Linked DNA regions of Arachis hypogaea: region 1 is linked to region 2. A link is a contact called in public Hi-C data. All regions are on one chromosome and are shown on one strand. The core of a region is the stretch at or near the end of the contact, and the rest is flanking DNA. Distances in the headings are between cores, read along the strand shown. Region 1 has its middle 7.4 kb from the start of LOC112791246. Region 2 holds the start of LOC112791244.

What was found. A called contact is a pair of places that touch in the nucleus more often than the background predicts.
Region 1: a contact with region 2 is called in a Hi-C map of leaf, with 2.9 times the contacts expected there. The contact joins the enhancer-like site here to the promoter of LOC112791244 in region 2. A contact is called at or near these places in 3 of 8 Hi-C or Micro-C datasets (all in leaf).

What each region holds. Positions count from the first base shown.
Region 1 is chr3:123,826,198-123,828,897 of arahy.Tifrunner.gnm2.J5K5, forward strand. No RefSeq gene overlaps it. Among protein-coding and RNA genes, the nearest start is that of LOC112791246, 7.4 kb to the right of the region's middle. Within about 2 kb of position 1,309, at least 1 of the 3 cell types and tissues checked has open chromatin away from gene starts, as enhancers often do.
Region 2 is chr3:123,723,287-123,725,986 of arahy.Tifrunner.gnm2.J5K5, forward strand. It overlaps LOC112791244, which reads left to right and starts at 1,378. Exons shown (of 7, transcript XM_025833990.3): 1 at 1,378-1,879; 2 at 2,270-2,355. The coding sequence starts at 1,756.

The sequences.
Region 1 (2,700 bases), core at 59-2,558, 100 kb after region 2:
ATAAAGTATTTAAAATATTTTTTATTTTAATAAATAATAATATATATTATTTCTAACTTTATTTCAATCATACATATTAAGAATTAGGCTGAACACGCTGACATGTGATGGTATTTACGTGTGTGCAAATATGTTCGAAGAAGAATTTTTTTTATTTTTCATTAAGATACAGTTGGACATAGCAAACACGCGTGTCAGACGAGTGTTGATGAGTGTCGTGTCCAAAATGTATCCGATACGTGGACATGACAACTCAGCAAAGTGTCTGTACTTCATATACCGTAACTGATCCCTGAGCGGCGCCGGTCCCTCTGCGTCGAATCCTCATCGCCGCGACGCGCTGCTATCCAGGCAACATCTCCCAGCGCCACCATGTCACCGTTCTTCTCCATTCCCCTCCGCATCCAATCCTGATTGCGGCGACGCGTGCGGCTCTCCATGCAGCACCTTTCGCCGCGCCGCTGGACACCTGACGTCCATTGTGGCTAATTGCCAGACCTGTGAACTGATGCAGCAACAAAAGAAACATCCACCAATGTAGAAAAGAACAACCGAATGAGCCACAAAGAAATAGCTGATTCCATGGTATACTCATGGATTGGCAAGTTCCTATTTGGAAGGCTGTAACTTCTTAACCGCTGCAGTCTCTACTCCTGCTAATAGTTTAGCACACTCTTTGTTGTTACTATGGGGTCCTGAAGCACAAGGAGATTTTACCCGTTGGTGTCAATTAGGTGGTCTGTGGACTTTTGTTGCTCTCCACGGCGCTTTCGCATTAATAGGTTTCATGTTACGTCAATTTGAACTTGCTCGATCTGTTCAATTGCGCCCTTATAATGCAATCGCATTCTCTGGTCCAATTGCTGTTTTTGTTTCCGTATTCCTGATTTATCCACTGGGTCAGTCTGGTTGGTTCTTTGCACCCAGTTTTGGTGTAGCAGCTATATTTCGATTCATCCTATTTTTCCAAGGGTTTCATAATTGGACATTAAACCCATTTCATATGATGGGAGTTGCTGGTGTATTGGGCGAGCATCGAACGACCCAAAAAAAATAGCATGATTCTTATGCGTCTTTTATAGCGTATGACTTCTGATCGACATTCGGCAGTTGGCCTAGCGTTGCAATGGCATCGATTTGGAAAGCCGTTTGCAGTTTTGTTGTCGCAGCGAGTTTCATAGGTCCTTCGAGGCGGAGGAGACACTGTTGCTTCACGCGAGGTAGTACTCACCAGCAATCTCGAGGCGTGCCGCATAACGACACAGTGGTGGGGTGGTGCGGCGGTTGAGCCAAGTGAAGACAATGGTGTACGGCACTGCTATGGGAGTGGGAAAGAAGAGGAAGAGTGTCTATAATGATGGGCCTCGGAGACCTGTTGTGGACATCGTCTTCAACGGGAGGAGGCGCAACTCCTTGCTGCAACAGAGAGTAATCGACACTGGTTAGAAGGCGGTGCAATAGCGAGATTAGAACGAAAGAGGAAGGAGAGGGTGAACAACGTGAGTGGTAGTGGGAGAGGAATGGTAAGGTTGTGGGATATTTTTTTATGTTATTGGGCCTTTTGTTGCAATTCATTATATAGTATCTGAAAGATTCTGACGCTAACAAATTTTGATTTTTGTTATTAACAAAATAATCTCCGAAAGATTTTAAAGTTTGACAAAAGTGACCAACCATCAATTGAGTTACCTGGAGTTAACGTTTAGAGATGACGTGTTAGTTAAACCCTAATCACTCCACCACCTCAAATTTTTTGCAACTTCCAACCTTGAAAGACTAAAGCCCAGTTTGGGTAAATAACTTAAATAAGTTCTTTTAGAAAAGGAGCTTAAAACATAAGGACTTTTATTAAAAGCAGCTTATAAATAGTCACCAAAAAAAAAAAAAAAAAAGCAGCTTATAAATAAGTTATTTTGTGTTTGGATTTTTAGTTATAAAAGTACTTATTTTAAAGTTGTAGCGTTTGGATAAATAACTCAAAAATAATTTTTTTTTTATAAAAAAGAATGAATATTAAAATAACCATGATAACAAATACTTTCCAATATTGAATGTTGATTTTACATAACCTAATCACTAATATTGTGTATGATATGATAGGTGAAAATAAAAAATAAATATAAAATATGTGTCAATGTATATTTTATTGCTGTTTTTTATTTTTTATTTTTACTCCTATTAGAACTCTCTTCTCCTTTATTGAGGTCAAGAACTTGTTATAATTAACTATGAAAATAATAATAAGCTATAAAATTAAAACTGAAATTTCATACCACACTTGAATACAAATTTAATAATAAAAAATAGTGATAAAATAATAAAAAATATTTAGAAGGAATATATGCAGTAAGTTGTTCAGATGTAATATTGTCTGAAAATGTGGAGTATCAATACTTCCATCAGATGTTACGTAAAAATGGTGAGACTTAGAACATTGCGTGAGAATGATGGTGGAAGGCCAATACTTCTAGCAGACGTTGTGTGAAAATGGTGATGAATGGTCAGCATTTTTTCATAGAATCAAGAAGGAAAGTAGATTTTTTTGTTTTAAAATTATTTATTTTAAGTAAGTGGTAAAATGACTTCTCGAAAAGTTAAAAGCTTTTTTTAAAATAGTGCCAAACACATAGATTGCGACTTTTTGTAATCCAAAAGTAAAAAAAAAAAAAGTAGCTTCTGCTACTTCCCAAACGGACTCTA
Region 2 (2,700 bases), core at 128-2,627:
TTTCGTGCAACTACAAGAAGCTCTTTCTTCTCTTCAGCTGACATGTGTTGGAGACCGGAAGAAAAAGCCAAGTCATCCATAGAAACTAGTCCAGCTTCAGGAATAGGGTAGCTTGAAGGAGGGTCTAATCCCTATTGTTGAAGATAAGACCTTAAATTGTGAGGAACACCGGGCGAACTTCCTCCTCCTACATCAACTAGTTTAGCCCTTTCTTGCAAATTCTGCCATCAACCACAGAAAAATCAGAACTCAGTTAAACTCTAAATTAAGAATGTAAAGCGCTCCAAAATTAAGCACTTCATCTTCCCATGGCAAATTCAATTCTGACATTCAATCATATATAACAATGCAAAACAAGGAAAGGAGGGGCAGCGTAGGTGATGGTGGAAGAGGGAGTCAGGGGGAAATATGTCCTGTTTTGAAACGACATCGTTTTAGGGCGAGAGGACTAATATGTCCTGTTTTGAAAAGCTACACATTTTGGTGTGAGAGGACTAATATGTCTTGTTTTATAAAGTTACATGCCACGTGTACTCCCGTAACGGCCAGGTCAGCGCCACGGGAGCCACGTCAGCATTTTCTATTGAGCCCAACGGAGTCACTTTAATGGAGGGGTAAATTTATCCGCATTTTGAAAAGGTCAGGGACATAAATATATTTTCTAATCCTCGAGGACGAAAATGTCCGCAGAAAAAAAGGTCAGGGACGGATTTGTCCTTTACTCTTAAAATTAAGTTAAATTTTAGGGACGATTTTGTAAACAAAAAAGGTTGGGGACGAAAAAAATTTTCAGCCCCTATCTTAGGGATCAAAATTGTGCTTAACCCTATTTTTTTCCTTTAAAAGGTATTGTACTACAATTAATTTTTTGCGGTATCATTTTTATCAATGGTTTTTCTTCACTTAACCACCATTGGTGAAAGAATTTTTTAAAAACAAACTTATTAATAGTTTGTGGATATTTAAAACTCCCATAAAATATAAATAAAACTCTCACAAACTAATTTTTGTTATTATTTAACGAATTTTTTAATAAAATATCGTATTGTCCTAAAATAAAAAAGTTGAAAGTTAAAGTGTCTTTTTTTAATAGAGATCGCTTTATTTTTTGTAAAAATGGACAAAAACTGAATTTTGAAAGAAATAACGACAATAATATCAAAAGAAAAAAAAAAGGGAAAAGAAAGAAGTTACAAAAATGTATAAGGAAGAAGAAAAAAAAACACGTTTAAAGATGAAGAAAAATACATACACAATAAATAGTGCATAATATAAAAAATATTTATAACAATTTGATCGAACTTGATTGGTCGCTGATGGTTTTTTGCTCAATCAAATCATGCTGTCAAAATAAAGTTCATAGTTGAAAAGGTTGTGTTTAGTTTTGGCGTTTGGGAATTCTCAATTCTTGGTCTCACTGTTTTCTCCTAATTTCGCAGCGTAATCATTGAACACTGAAATTTGTTCTCCACCCAAGAGATACAAAGAGGAAAGCAAGGAATAAGAGGGATAGAGTGGAACCAACTCTTCCTAGTTCCTACACTCAGTAAGCAACATAATTAGTTAGGAATAACAAGAAGGTTTTCGTTATTCTCTTCAACTCATTTCCCCTAGACGGCTAAACTCAACTTCACTGTTCACTCTCGCTTCTCTCCTTTTTACCCTTCCAATCTTCCATTTTCCTCTTACTTCAACTTCCAACTTTCCCTTTAATTAATTAATTAATTAATTGATTGATTGATTATTAGTTAATTAATGACGGATCAAATAGTTTCTTCTCCTCTAATTCCTCCTCCATCTATCACCCACTCTTCCGCCATCGACCTTGAAGCCGGTTCCTCCGAACAAATCCAATGCCGGATTTGTCTCGAAACAGATGGTAATTTTGCCCTTTCCATTCTCTTTTTTCTGTTTAAATGTTTCTAATTTCCAGCTTAGGGATTCGATCACCTGTTCTGAGCTTGTTCCACGATTCTACTCTATTTGTTTAAATGCATTTGCTTTATCTCAATTTGAGCTTGAACTATTTATATCGAGCTATTACGTGTATAATTCTAGCTGTAGTTCTTAGTTTTTTAGTTGTTACTCTGAATTCTTAGCTCAGTTTACTGATACTTGAATTTATTGCGATTCCCTAGTATATGAATTTGTGAATACTTAATTATTTAGCTTAACATTTAGATTATCATGGTTCATGATATATCCTACCAGTTACTATCTGCCTGTTTTATAAATATATTTAGTTAATTTTACTTTTAATTCATCCCAGGCAGAGATTTCATTGCTCCTTGCAAATGCAAAGGTACATCAAAATATGTACATCGAGAGTGTTTGGATCACTGGCGTGCGGTTAAGGTATGGATGCCGTCTATATTTAAGTTTCAACGGTTTGTATACTATCGCAATATCAATCTATTTACTGTTTGCATAGGGTAACAATTATGTGGTTCATAAGTGATGAATATGATTACTAGCTAAGGGTTGCCAACTTATATGTGACAATAAGCGGATCCCACTTTTATTGATATGAATACTTTTCATTTTTAGAAAGTTGTTTTATGGTTAGGAATCTAATCATTGTAAAATTTATACACATTGTTATGAAAAGGTTTTATGTGCTTGCTTAGTTCTTGTTAGGTAGTTAGGTTTCACAATTTAGTTTTATGGCTCATGCTATATGTATCCTCTGCTTTGCAAACT